Linked DNA regions of Mus musculus: regions 1, 3 and 4 are each linked to region 2. The links are chromatin contacts, called in public Hi-C, HiChIP or PLAC-seq and promoter capture Hi-C maps. All regions are on one chromosome and are shown on one strand. Each heading gives the region's core, a stretch centred on a gene start, on an enhancer-like site or on the middle of the called end of the contact. The rest is flanking DNA. Distances are from core to core; before and after follow the strand shown. Region 1 holds the start of Gtpbp2 (GTP binding protein 2). Region 2 holds the start of Srf (serum response factor). Region 3 has its middle 24 kb from the start of Bicral. Region 4 has its middle 17 kb from the start of Tbcc.

Evidence for each region. A called contact is a pair of places that touch in the nucleus more often than the background predicts. HiChIP or PLAC-seq counts read pairs in DNA pulled down with a chosen protein or histone mark. Capture Hi-C pulls out chosen DNA fragments and counts their contacts.
Region 1: a promoter capture Hi-C map of pancreatic islet shows a contact between it and region 2. The contact joins the promoter of Gtpbp2 here to the promoter of Srf in region 2. A contact is called at or near these places in 6 of 39 promoter capture datasets (the 3T3-L1 cell line, cranial neural crest, erythroid cells and 3 more), 4 of 484 Hi-C or Micro-C datasets (CD4 T cells, CD8 T cells, erythroblasts and 1 more), 4 of 115 datasets of contacts at active chromatin or transcription factors (bone marrow-derived macrophages, effector CD8 T cells, epiblast stem cells and 1 more) and 3 of 9 other capture datasets (adipose tissue, embryonic stem cells and pancreatic islet).
Region 3: a Hi-C map of myeloid progenitors shows a contact between it and region 2, with 2.7 times the contacts expected there. The contact joins the enhancer-like site here to the promoter of Srf in region 2. A contact is called at or near these places in 7 of 484 Hi-C or Micro-C datasets (CD4 T cells, CD8 T cells, Sertoli cells and 4 more), 8 of 115 datasets of contacts at active chromatin or transcription factors (bone marrow-derived macrophages, effector CD8 T cells, embryonic stem cells and 5 more) and 1 of 9 other capture datasets (liver).
Region 4: an HNF4G HiChIP or PLAC-seq map of pancreatic cancer cells shows a contact between it and region 2. The contact joins the enhancer-like site here to the promoter of Srf in region 2. A contact is called at or near these places in 3 of 39 promoter capture datasets (embryonic stem cells, neutrophils and pre-B cells), 4 of 484 Hi-C or Micro-C datasets (CD4 T cells, the HL-1 cell line and embryonic stem cells), 6 of 115 datasets of contacts at active chromatin or transcription factors (the SCID.adh cell line, embryonic stem cells, extraembryonic endoderm stem cells and 3 more) and 4 of 9 other capture datasets (adipose tissue, embryonic stem cells, liver and 1 more).

Annotation. Positions count from the first base shown.
Region 1 is chr17:46,159,202-46,162,748 of GRCm38.p6, forward strand. Gtpbp2 (GTP binding protein 2) reads left to right here and starts at 1,831. Exons shown (of 12, transcript NM_019581.3): 1 at 1,831-2,125. The coding sequence starts at 1,940.
Region 2 is chr17:46,554,409-46,557,893 of GRCm38.p6, forward strand. It overlaps Srf (serum response factor), which reads right to left and starts at 1,754. Exons shown (of 7, transcript NM_020493.2): 1 at 920-1,754. The coding sequence starts at 1,420.
Region 3 is chr17:46,853,386-46,856,612 of GRCm38.p6, forward strand. It overlaps a transcript of Bicral not described here. Among named protein-coding and RNA genes, the nearest start is that of Bicral, 24 kb to the left of the region's middle. Within about 2 kb of position 1,411, at least 73 of the 459 cell types and tissues checked have an H3K27ac peak or open chromatin away from gene starts, as enhancers often do. A contact at or near this core is called in extraembryonic endoderm stem cells, heart atrium and myeloid progenitors, where this site is marked.
Region 4 is chr17:46,872,332-46,875,680 of GRCm38.p6, forward strand. It overlaps a transcript of Bicral not described here. Among named protein-coding and RNA genes, the nearest start is that of Tbcc, 17 kb to the right of the region's middle. Within about 2 kb of position 2,035, at least 116 of the 459 cell types and tissues checked have an H3K27ac peak or open chromatin away from gene starts, as enhancers often do. A contact at or near this core is called in the HL-1 cell line, adipose tissue, liver and 3 more, where this site is marked.

The DNA.
Region 1 (3,547 bases), core at 581-3,080, 400 kb before region 2:
ACTATATACATCCTATAGGCAGCCACCTCGTAAACAACCTGTCTAGGAAACTGGCCACTTATACCACCTCCACTCCCCAGGACCCTGGTCTCCCAGCAGGCATCCTGTGGCCTCTCTCCTCTGCCAGCCCTCACTTCTCTCTGTAGGTAGGCCAGGCTGTTCAAGAATGGGTTATATCATGCCCCACCCTTTCTTAAAGGAAGGTATCCATTAAGGAGAATTGGCTGGGATGGAATTGTGTGTTAAAGGGTGACTGCTGGAAGATCCGTGGATATTTAAAAAATAGTTATCAGTTGAGTGCAGTGGTTTCTGGCTGGTGAGAGAACCCGGCCTGTTTGTGGTGATAATGTGTGGGTGGGGTGGGGATGTCTCTTCCTTTCTATTCCCATCCTTTGAGATGTCTCACTGAATTCTCTAGTCTCCATCTCTAAAAACTTTTTTTTCCTGGCAATCCTGGTCTTAAGCATACAGGATAGCATACAGAAAAGACACCTACTTTCCTTTACTGAAGACCCAGGTAAATGGCTGATCTGCAAGGCTTTTCAACTTTTGGTTCTTTTGGTATATAGCTGGTGTGGAAACTATCCAATGTGGACAGCGACTGCATGCTCAATAGACTCGTCTCCTTCGATGTGGAACTGTGCAGAAGTTATGGACTCAACCAGGTCTGAACTCCTTCAGAGTACACCAGAGGTAAGTGCTCCTACCGTACCGTGGAGAACTTTCAAACTCTGTTCTATTTCTTGGCTATGTGTGAACACCTGGTTGTTTGTGAAGAGAGGGGAATGGACGTACTGTGAGTCATGAGATAGCCACGGCGCTGGAATTTGAACCCTGGCGTCCTGACTCTGTGCCCAGCAATTCTGCTTCTCCATTCTGAGCCTTTGGTGCCCCGTATACTGGTTTATGTCGCTCTGAGAGTTCTGAAGGACAGGAGAGACAGCTTGGCTAGAAAGACAAATCAGCAATCCCCTGGCGTCCTAGGACAAGTTCTATTCCTGGCTACTTTCCCCGCCCCCTGGTGGTTGACGTAACTGGAACCCCAGCTCCGCCCCAAGTAGGGGCCAGGCCCCTCCTCCGGACAAGTTTTAAACCAAATTCTGTTTTCCGGGATTGGCTAAACTTCAAAACAAAGGGGAGGAGAGATACTTGCAGTAGGCACCCTCCAAACCTTAGGCAGCTGGCTGCTTTATGGGTCCTGGACACGTGTCTGGCCACTGCGGTGCCTGGGGCTGCTAAAACCAACCCCCGGATTGTGCCACCCAAGTAATAAAACAGTGACTATATTGCAAGGGTGGCATAATCATCGTCACAATAACAGCTCTAATTATGCTATAACTACCATCTGCCTCCGCCCTAGCTTTTGCCCTGACTCACTCGACAGCACTCCAGCCGTCAGGAAAGAAACTGAGGCAGAGGTGGAGCCAGCAGGCTGTCAGATCCAACCTCCCCGATTTTTAACTTGTTGTCTGGGGTCAGCGCCGAAAGGTCAAACCCAGTTCAATTCTGATATAAGCCCTTCACCTCCGGTTACTGTCCCTAATCTCAGGCCACAAAGCCTTCCTACTGCCCCTAGAAGAGAAGCCGCTGGCAGTACGGGAAACTGGGTGCCGACTACAACTCCCCTTAGTCTTTGCGCTCAAGGCGCGCTTGCTGCCCTCGCCCCCGAAGCCACCTGTGACTCTCGCATAGCGATGCCTCTTGGGAATTGTAGTTCGAACTCGCATTCTTTAGCACTAAATCTCATAGCTGCGGACTCAGTATCCCTTGATGCCCTGCGGCTTTTTCTGACGCGACTAGGAGGACAGGGAAGGCAGGGGCGTGGCCTACAGTGGGCCACACCCCGCTCTCCTCCGGCTGGCCCGACTCGGCGGTGGCAGTAGGGGCGGCGGCAGTGGCGGGGGGGAGGGGTCGGGCGGGGGGCTGGTGGCAGCGGCGGATGGACTCGCGGGTATCGGAGCTGTTCGGCGGCTGCTGCCGGCCCGGAGGAGGCCCGGCCATGGGTGGAAACCTCAAAGCTCGGGGGGCCGGCGGTAGCAGCAGTTGCGGGGGCCCAAAGGGGAAGAAGAAGAACGGAAGGAACAGAGGAGGTAAAGCCAACAACCCTCCGTACCTGCCCCCAGAGGTGAGCACCTGAAAAGTGGCGGAGCCATGGGGAACTACTCTTCCGGTCCCCGAGACTCCAAGGAGGCGGGAGAGAGAAAATCAATCCCCCTTTCCGGTGTCAAGACCCAAGGGAGGAAGGACCGGGGAAGAGAACCCCTCCTCCTGTTCCAAGACCCCTACAAAGCGGGATCGTCAAGACTGGACGATCCTTTTCAGTGTCAGGACCTCGGGAAGGGACTGCCCCTTTCACCTCCATAACCTTTGGATTAGTGGGAACCGGGGATCCTTTCCTCTTGAGAAGAGCAGAGGATGTCTGAACCCCTACTTACTCTGGGAGTGGGGAAGGAACACTGTACTGGGAAAAGAGGGCAGGCAGAGTAACCAACGTTTTTCTAAACTTAATCCACAGGGAGAAGGGGAGTAGCCGGGACAAGAGCAATGTGTTCCTTCCCTATTCTTCAGTACCCACACACATTAAACCAGAGAACAGTTAGACGTAGCCCTCTGCCCTTTCCTTGTCCTGTGGGGCTGTGGACACAGAGAAGAGTCCGCACGAACCCGCTCTGGGAGTCCTCAAGGCAGAGAAGACTACTTTCCTTCCTCTTAAAATAGGAGAACCCAGTCGGGAGCTAGTGGGCTCGCCTTTAAGTCCCATCACTCTGGAGAGATGGCTCAGCGATTAAGAGCACTGTCTGTTCTTCCAAAGGACCCCCAGTTCAGTTCCCAGCACCCACATAGCTGCTCACAACGGTCTGCAACTCCAGTTCCAGGAAGTCTGATGCCCTCACACACATACATGCAGACAGAACACCAATGCACGTAAAATAAAAATAATGTAAAAAAAAAAAAAATCCCATCACTTGGGAGTCAGAGGCAGGGGGATCTCTGAGTTCAAGGCCAGCCTGGTCTACAGAGCAAGTTACAGGATAGCCATGGCTCCACAAAGAAACCTTGTTTTGAAAAACAAAGATGGGAGAACCCAAGGTGGGAAGAGCTTCAATGGGTGATTATGACTTTTAAGTGTGCACCAGAGTGATTCAGGTTGCTGTTCCTGCTCATAGAATTCTGATTCAGTGGGTGAGAGACGGGCCTGATTGTTTGGCATTTCTTACAAGCTAATGTTGTGGTCTTAGCACCACAATGGTCTTTGAGAACCATTGGCCAAGATTATCTTTCTACCATCTTTATAGTCAGCTATCCTAATTATTCACCTTCAGCAGAAGAGTAGAAAGGTTTCTTTGTTGATGGGAAAAGAGCTCCTACGCATTCCATGGTGTGGTTGACAGTATGGATAAAGACACCTCTAAGGACTTTAAAGACAGCATGATGACCAAGAGGGAAAGAGAAAAATAAAATGGCCAGAGAGGAGGAGCGCAGAAATGCAGGCAGACCAGGCAGACGGTATATAAGTCAAGCTCATACATAACCTTTTGTCCAGGGG
Region 2 (3,485 bases), core at 504-3,003:
TGAGAGCTACATCTGCAATAGATATTCTGCTATGAGAACCCAGCTAAAATACTGAATCCACCTTGGAAGCAGATGCATCGTCTACAAGATAACAACACTGGTTCCCACCCAGGTTGTAGGTGGTTTCCCAGTCCCTCTGCTTCCATCCCTTACAGTTTGTTCTAGACTCCAAGACGACTCCCATCCTTGCCACTTTTGATAGGATACCATCTGGCAAATGATACCTCTACAAATCTTCCTGACTTCCCCCCAACATTCCATACTCTGATTTGCTCTAGAGCTGGAAACCCTACCTGTACCAAAGGCCGGCGATTCTGCAGCCAGCCCCGAGGCAGCATGAGATTTCCACAGAAAGCAACGGAAGACACATGGGCAGGGCGGGACTTGGTCCCAGCTCGCTGTTCCTCAAGGCAGCAGCAGTTTCTCCCGCCTAGCTTCCTCACCTGGTTCCTAACCCTGCCTGTCCTTCAAAGCCCGTACAACTCGAGCGATGCCCACCTTTCCTCCCACTCAAGCTCTCTCGCTGCAGCTGTCATCCAACTCCTGCCTCCTCATCTCCAAACCTTCTGCTCCCTTTCCCACCGCCCTTCGCGCACACCAGGACACAGAGGATCTGCGGATCCCGGCGTCTGGTTATCCTGCACTCCTCCAGGACCCTCTGTCTCCCGCGCGCTGGTCACTCCCACCTCGGCGCCTTCGCCCAGGATTCCGGACGTTCGCAGCATCTCCCCTCTCCCCATATTTCCCCGGCGGCCCCTCCCCTTTCGCCAGGCCAGGGTACAACCATCCCCTCCCACACACCTCCTGCGGACTAGCCCGCCTCTCACCTCCGCCTCGGCTCTGTCTCGCTCCGGGGCTACCTTAGAGCGCACCCACCCTCCGGTTCCCCCCGGGGCGCGCCAACCTCCGGCTCCGGTACCTTCTTCATGATGCCCGTCTTCCTCTTGCTGAAGGTCGTGTAGCGCCGCAGCTTGTTGTCGATGAACTCCATCTTGATCTTCACGCGGCCCCGGGTCTTCTTCCCCGGCTTGGCCCCGCTCACCGCGCCGCTCACCGGCCCGTAGCCCCCGGCGGCCGCCGCCGCCGCCTCAGGCCCACCGACCACCACGCCGAGCTCCATCTCGCTCAGGCTCCGCTTGAGGCCGCGCCGCTCGGCGCCCAGCTCCTCCTCCTCGCCGGACTCGGAGTCGCCCTCGCTGCCGCTGTAGAGGGCCCCGGCGGTGGGCGCCGCTGCCGCTGCAGCCTCCCGCTCCAGACGACTCTGGCCGAGCCCCGCGCCGTTCCCGGGGACCCGGCCCCCGTTCGCCCCGCGAGTCCCGCCGCCGCCGCCCGGCCGCCCCGTCGGGGTCCGGTTCAGGTTGCCCCCCAGGGCCGAGCCCCGGCCCAGAGCCGCCGCGGCCCCAGCTTGGCTCGGTAACATGGCGCTCAGTGCAGGAGGGCTGACGGGCAAGTCAGCGAGGAATCGGGGCAGCTGCCGCCATCGGCTTCTCGGTTCCACCCGGCACTCGCGCTGTTACTAAAGCCGCTCTTGCTGCCGCGGCCGCCGCTGCGAGCCCGGGGCCCCTGCACGCCCGGGCCGACCTGGGCCCTCACTTTCCTGCCCCTATGGCCGGGGTTGCCCCAGGCCGCGCGCAGCGCCCCCTGTCCGTGTGCCGGGGAGGCGCGCCCTGCGGCCGTCAGCGTCCCCCGCGGGGCAGGGGCTGCTGGCCGCGGCCGAGACCGCGGGTGGAGGGGGCCGGGACCACGCGCTGGCTGCGGAGGTATCCCCCAACCCTTCCCCCCCCCATATAAAGAGATACAATGTTTCCTTTTATGGCGAGGCCGCTCCTTATATGGCGAGCCCCAGCGCCCCCGCCCCATTGGTCCGCGCTTCCGGCACCTAGGCTCCCCATTGGCCCGAAGGGGACACTTATTTGCATAGACATACCGAACTCGCTGCTGTCATCCCCGCGTCAGACCGCGATTCCGTGGGAGGGAGGAGCCAACTCCTTAAAGGAACAGTGGAGCCGAACCAGTTCCGCCCCCCTGGGTTGGAGAGTAGTGGAGTGTTGAAACTATCCTAGAGGAAGGAAGCCTGGGAGAGGACTGCAGGGCAGAAGAGGGAACCCCTGAATGGATGGGGTTTGAAACAAATAAAGAGGAAGACTTCCTAATTCCAGCGAAAGAGGGCAGGGATAGATTGGAGCGCTTCTCCCACCACTTCCTGAGTCTTTCGACTCCGCTAGCCCAGCGGCTCTGTCGCGCACTCTTGCCTTTCCCTCTCTTTTCAAAGGATCAACACTTTCCCACAAGTCTGGCTGCGAGGTCACATCGTTCATCATCCTCTACACTGGGGGTGGAGGGGTATCTTTGGCAGACACACATCTGGAGGAGGCACAGAGACATCCTCCCATCCATGATGGGGGCAGGGCGGAAAGTGAGAGATCAGTGAAGACTTCCAGCTGCCGGCTGTGCTAAAAGGGGGGTGGGGGGTGGTCTCGAGGCTAAAGCACAGGCCTGAAAGTACAGTGGGATAGAAAATTTAAGCAAGAGAGTGATCGACATTACAGGTCCACAGGAGTATTAAAAAATAAAAAGATAGAAAGGTTAAAACGTGGGTGTTACAAAGCCCAGGTTAAGGGTCTGAGAGTCTGAATCTTTGCTCCAAGCTAGAGAAAATATCTTGCACTTCTATGTTACTGAAACTATTTAAATCTGGCCGGACGGTGTGATATACACATTTAATTCTAGCTGTTCCTGAGGTTGAGACAGGAGGATTGCCTGGAGTTCAAAGCCAACCCGACCTACATAGTGAGTGCCAAGCCAGCCAGGACTATATAGCAAAACCAATCAAAAAGAAAAGTATACAAACATTGGGAGCTGAAGAGATGGCTCAGCAGTTAAGAGCACTGGCTGCTCTTCCAGAGGTCCTGGGTTCAATTCTCTGCAACCACATGGTGGCTCACAGCCATCTTTAACTCCAATTCCAGGTGATCTGACATCTTCACACAAACAAGTGACCTGGTCCATTCTCTGGTGTTGGTACCTGTACTGGCTGGTTTGCTGGTTTGGCATCAACTTGACACAGCTAGAGTCATCAGAGAGGAAGGAGCCTCTGTTGAGGAAATGCCTCCATGAGATCCAGCTGTGGGGCATTTCCTCAACTAGTGCTAAATGGGGGAGGGCCCAGCCCACTGTGGGTGGTGCCATCCTTGAGCTGGTAGTCCTGGGTTCTATAAGAAAGCAGGCTGAGCAAGCCATGAGCTTTCCAGTAAGCAGCACCCCTCCATGGCCTCTGCATCAGCTCCTGCCTCCAGGTTGCTGTCCTGTTTGTTTCTTATCCTGACTTCCTTCCGTGATGAACAGCAATGTGGAAATGTAAGCTGAATAAACCCTTTCCTCCCCAACTTGCTCTTGGGTCATGATGTTTCGTCCCAGCAGTAGACACCCTGAGACAGTGCCCATCCCTCAAGTTCTAAGTCCAGATTTAAAGGGGGCAAAGAGTA
Region 3 (3,227 bases), core at 161-2,660, 300 kb after region 2:
TCCCCACTCTTTGAGCCCAGCCCTTCAACTCACACGGCAGAGAAGCTGCTTGTCAGATGGGTGGGCATGCCGCCACGGCCTAACTCCTCAGCATTCCACTGGGCACACTACTGTCCTTGCACAGCTTGGTCCACTTCTGTGCTCTCACATGACTTGGGCTGCTCCCAGGACACACCCACCAGCCAGTGACTTCTAACAGCTCAATTTTGGTACCCAACAAGTGGCATATGAATCCTGTCACCATCCCTTGCCAGCTAGTCCTCTTCTGGTCGTCTCCAAATTCTAAGTGGCACCGTCAGCCACTCAAAGCTTGGCCCATAAATGAGAAGCATAAATGAGAGGCATTCTTTTTTTTTTTTTTTTTTTTTTTTTTGGTTTTTCAAGACAGGGTTTCTCTTTATAGCCCTGGCTGTCCTGGAACTCACTTTGTAGACCAGGCTGGCCTCGAACTCAGAAATCTGCCTGCCTCTGCCTCCCGAGTGCTGGGATTAAAGGCGTGCGCCACCACGCCCGGCTGAGAAGACATTCTTGATTCCTTCCGCTCTTGCAGGACCAGACTACAGTGCAAACCTTTCTAATCCCTACCTTTTACACAGCGGTCAAATCGTCTATAAAGAACATGAGCACTTCTGCACTGGTAGTCCTAGGACTAGGAAACTGAGGCAGGAGGATCACATGAACACAAAACTTGAGCCCAAGCAATTAAGCACGACTATGATACTGAAGTTTCAAAACAAAAATCCTCCGCAGTGGATTGCTCGTTAGCAATGCTTGCAGCCCTGAGTTCAAATCCCCACCCTACTCCCTTAGACCATAGCTTCTCACTGCAATTAGGACAAATCTAAGAATTCCCTAAGTGGCCTAATCACAGCAGCTCCAGAGAAGCTCGGCAGCCTTCGCTCCCTTTCAGTCTGCTCTACACAGGCGGCTTGGAACGACAAACCCTGCTTCTGAGGTGGCTAGCACAGCTCATGCCTTCGGAGAAACTTACTAGGCAGCAAGGGCTACTCCCAACTCATATGAAACCTCCAGCTTACAGGTTTTCTCCCACTGGCTGTGAATTCCATGAGTTCAGATGTCTTGTTTTAAATTCCACTCACCACTACTTTTAATGATTCTTTCCCTATAAACTAGACTATTTTAGAGAAACCACGGTTTTAAAAGCTTTTGGGCTTTGTGTCCACATGCAAGTGAAAACCTTTTAAGCTACACAGCTATCCTGTCTACTCGGCTTGGCTGGACTTGAAGGCGGGCAGTTACTGGCCTATCTGATTTCTCTCTAGCTCGGTGTCCTATCTTAATCTTTCCTCTTGAGTCACCTTGAATTCTAGGAACAAACAGGACTGATAACATCCCTGTGGCAAGGGCCTCCAGGGGCTGTGGGCCTGCAGGGCTGGGGCTGCCCGGATCCGGGATGAGGTGGCTGCTTGGAGCACAAGCCACTAGTTTCTCGGGAACCAGACTACACGGGGAACCGGACTCCTTCCTTCCACCTCCACCTCCTGCTTTCCTGGCCATTTTTCCTGTGTAACATCAAAACCCGCTGAGGATGGAATTCTGGGTAATGTCAGTGCCTGCAAGAAGGGTTTGATAAGTCTCTTGACCTGTCCCTAGTCTCAATGAGGCCACAATGTGTCAGCTTTTCACCCCTACTCCTCTTTTATTGGTGTACCTAGACCAGCGTGGAGTCTGGCCTGTTGGTAGGGCCAGAGCCAGGGCTTTTGCCCTAAGTACTCCAGTAATAGGGCCACAGAGATGGCCGAGGGGAAAGGTGATTCACTGTAAGCCCAACGACCCGAGTTTAATCCTCAGGACCCATGTGGTAGAAAGGAAATGTAATTTAAAAAACCCTCCAGTAACACTCAGAAGCAGACTCAGTACTAAGATTTAAAAATCTCATGATATCTAAATTCTCTACAAAAAAAAAAAAAGCTTTAAATGACTTTAATACATGGCAGGAAGAAAGGGAAAAATAATGAGCTGTCACTCAAACCAAAATAATATGGACCGAAAATCCGATGTTGCCCCCTCCCGCACATCAAGTTCTAGTCTAGTACAGTCTAGTTCTAAATCGGCGAGAGTACTAGCTGTCCCCATGGGCTCTCAAACAATGGACTCTCATTCCAACTTCTCCCTGATGAGGCCGGAATTTCAGTCCTGGAGGTGGAGTGCCACGCTAAAACTGACCACAGCTCATCTTGGTAAATAATGGAGATGGCAGATCTGTATTTTAAAGCACCTCCCAGTTAATTCTGATGGTCAGATTCAGTGTGGAACTTTGTGGGGGAATGCAATTTTTGCTGCTTAAAATGGCTACTAGCCTGAACTAGATTAATAAAAACAGTCTGTCATGAGTAAGCCACAAGTATTTAAAGCACTAAACACTTTCTGGAAGTGTTCAATGTATGGCAGTCCCTAACATCCACTGCCTACCTACTGTATTCAGACACAAAGAGCACCACACACTGTGACTTTTAACCACTAGAAAATTAACTATTTCCATCTCCCAGTGCCTCCAGAGCTTCCCAGACCTTCCTCCTCTCCTGTAACGTTTTAAGACCTCTACACACCTGCCCGGTATTTATCTATATAAGGAAACTTGGTTTTTACAAAATGAAAAAGTATGCCGGGCGGTGGTGGCGCACACCTTTAATCCCTAGTGCTTGGGAGGCAGAGGCAGGCGGATTTCCGAGTTCGAGGCCAGCCTGGTCTTCAAAATGAGTTCCAGGACAGCCAGAGCAATACAGAGAAACCCTGCCTGGACTGGACTCCCCCCATCCCCCCCCCCCAAAAAAAACCAGACAAAATGAAAAAGTACACTCTGAAGCTTAACTGAGTTTCTTCGATCAGAGATTTAATTAAGATAGTCTATGAAGTCCATTGAAGGCCCAAACTAGAAGTCACTTGCAACCGTCTCGTCCCTGCATTCTGGGGACCAGATCCAGGTCTGTTTGACAAAACAACCAACTAACTACAACCGGTTTAAATGAATTACAGTTGGGCCGGGCACGTTCCGGGAAGGCAGAACGACCCTGTCCTTAGCGTTGTCAGCTGGGGCTCTAACCCCCAAGAATCAGGAAAACCAAGCAAGGGGGTCCCCAAAGTCTTGCCCTCGGCCGAGCCTGAAAGACTATGCCGTCCATCCCGAGATCAAAGAGGAAAACACGGGGGGGATGAGCGGAGGCAGGGAGGGACGCCATCAACCAAGGAACCCGACCACATCCCAC
Region 4 (3,349 bases), core at 785-3,284, 320 kb after region 2:
AAGAGCAACTTTGGGAATAGAAAGTGTTTGCTTGCAAGCATGCACGTCCATGCCTGTAAACCCAGGGCTGAGTGTGGCTGTGTGTGTCTTTAATCCCAACACTTAGGACGAAGAGGCAGGTAGATTTTTGAGAGTTCAAGGCCATTCACTGATCAATAGTTTATTCCAGGCTAGCTAGAAAACCATGACAGACAGACAGACGATGGTGGAATACTCTGGTAGAGGACTAGTTCTGTTCCCAGCATGCACACTGGGTGGTTCACAACCATCTGTACCAACGGCTCTGTTACATCCAGTGCCTCCAGTTTCCTTGGGTACCTGCACACACTTGCAAACACATGCACTGACCCCCCAACACATTACACATCACCCAAAATGAGATATTTTCAAACAACGGCAACAAAAAGTGGCTGGGTGGTGGTGGCACATACCTTTGATCCCAGCACTCAGGAGGCAGAGGTAGGCAGGTCTCTGAGTTCTAGGCCAGTCTGGTCTACAGAGTGAATTTCAGGACAGGCAGGGGTTGCACAGAGAAAGCCCATCTCAAAAAGAATAAAAAAAAGGGGGGGGAGGGAGAAAAAAAGGTGGAAAGCGACTGCAGAGGCCACCAGATGGTGACCTCTGGTCACCACATGCACACAAGACAAAGGTCAAAGCTAACATTTCAGAGCAGAGGTAAGTGCACGCAGAGAGAGGCAGATTTCCACTGAGTGAGGAAGAGGGGGGAAGAGATTGCCCAGTGATAGTCTAGGCTCTGAGGCCCGCCTGCTTTACATTCGTGCATCCGACCTGCACTTCGTAGCATTTATTTTTATCTCATGAGCATTTGGCTTGCATATATATAGGGATGTGTACTGCGTAGAAGCCTAGCACTGGAGGAGGCTAGAAGAGTGTCAGATCCCCTGGAACTGGAGTTACAGCGCACTGTGAGCCACCATGTGGGTGCTGGGAACTGACCCAGTCCTCCACAAGAGAAGCCAGTGCTCTTAACTGCTGAGCCGTCTCTCATGCCTTGCATTACTTTTTAAAGTTATTTTTTTACTCTTCAATGAAGATAGGGTCTCACTATATAGCCCAGGCTGGTCTTGAACATGTGGCAAGTCCTCCTGCCTCCACTTCCCAAGTGCTGCAATTACAGGCTCAAACTACCACACACAGCAAATTCCAGTTTTGATAATGGAAGCTTGCCCGACAGCCTCTCTCCAGTGCAGGTCAAAGGAATAGGCTCCTGCTGTGGTAAGCCAGTCTCTGCCGGACAGGAGACCAGCTTTATTTGTAGGACTGTGCAGAAACCCCGTGGATTGGGTAAAAAGCTCTTCTGGACCATGCTACTCCTTTTGCACCTTAAATCCTCGCTCTGAGCCAGCCTTTGGTTGGTATCAGCACTGGCTACAGACATTGGGTAAGTATATGCCTATTTTACAAGTTCAGACTGGCCAGGCATGGGGGCACAAGCCTTTGATCCCAGTGCTGGAAGTTCGAGGCCAGCCTGGTCCACAAAGTGAGTTCCAGTACACCTAGGACTATTACAGGGAGAACTCCTCTCTCGTAAAACCAAACAAACAAACAAAATACAAAACAGATTCACACTTTGGTCTTGGAGCACAGATCATTCTCAGGTGATCTCCATTTCATTTCCATTGACCTCTGTTTGGCCCCATTGTTTTTTCCAGGGAACCATGGCAACAGCCTTTCTCAGGCACTGCCGACCCCCCCACTCCCCCCACCCCCAGCTCCAACTCTTTCTCTTCACCTTCCCATCCCGAACCCACCCAAATGCCAGGAACTCTGATGTTCCAGAAACTCCTGGATGCCCACAGGATTCTAGGAAGCAGAGCCTGGCCAGTTCTGTCCCTGTCCCCGTCTCTCGTGACATTCACTTCCTCTGGCGGCTCCCCTGCCTGCCCTTTCCCCTTGCTTCTCTCTTCTTTGTACTTCCAAACAACTTCCTTTTCCTTGATAACACACACCACCTCGAGTGACTCATAATTAGTCATGTCTATCCCTGGACTCCCAGCCTCCAGGAGACGAGGACCAGGCTTTGTCTATTTTTATCCCTTCCCATCTCCCCCGGGGCCAGCTGTGGCATCCTGCGTCAGTACGCTAAGCCACCATTTCTTGACGCTAGGTTCTGTCAAGGCACCTGGCTGGTGCTGGAGGTAGCGGATGCTCTACAAAGGCTGGTGACTGGTCCTCATTAACAGGGCGTCACTCACAAAGTGTTCTCTAGACTTAGGATGTTCAGACAAAGATGTCCTCCCCTGCATGGGTGTGTGCAACTGAGGAAGCACTTAGGCTCATGGGTGGCAGTCTGAGAGAAGCAATGAATGAATCTCTCAACATTACTGTTTTTACCCCTCCCCCAAAAAACGGCGGCAAGGGGAGCACAATGGTTAGGGGGAGAGATGATTGCTCACCAGGCCTACACCAGGCTTGAGTTTGATCCCTGGGACCTACAAGGTGGGAGACAACCTGAGACTTCCACAGTAGTCCTCAGACTTCCACATGCTTGCTCCGATGGTTAAACCCCCACACATACAGCAAATAGATACATAAATGACTGTTTTTAATTGAGTCACGTCTTAGTCTTATATTATCCCAACTAGCATGCTTCTCCTTGTTCCCTCCTCGTATAACTGCTTTAAACACAAATAAAATAAAAACAAACAACAAAAATAGGGGGTCTCACTCTGTAAGCTCAGGCTGGTCTCCAACTCTTTTTTTTTGTTTTTGTTTTCTTTTGTTTTTTGAGACAGGGCTTCTCTGTGTAGCCATGGCTGTCCTGGAACTCACTCTGTAGACCAGGCTAACCTAGAACTCTAAAATCTGCCTGCCTCCGCCTCCCAAGTGCTGGGACTAAAGGCATGCGCCACCACTGCCCAGCTGTAATCCTCCTGCCTCAGCCTCCAAAATACTGGGATTTCAAGTGTGAGCCACCACCTGGCCTAATTGTGGGAAAAGAGAACTCTGAGCGTTCCTCCTCAGGGTCCATGTACCTCGGGTGGGTTTTATTTTGTAACTATACAGGTGTGTGTGAACTTGCTTGAGTGTGTGTGTTTGTATGCATGGATGCCCCAATTGTGTAAGTACTCACAGGTGTGTAGAGGCTAGAGGACACTCTCATGTGTTCTTTCTCATTGGCTCTCTACCTTGCTCTTTAAGATGGGACTTCCCAGAGGCAGGGACTCTGCAGTAGGCTAGGCCAGTCGGCCAGCAAGGTCTAGTCGTGCCTTCCCAGTGCTGGGATTATAAATGTGGATTATAAATATTGGTTCTAAAAAGCAAGCTCACGTCTTCATGCTTGCAATAGCAAACACTCTACTGACTTAGCTCTCCTACTCCAACAGAC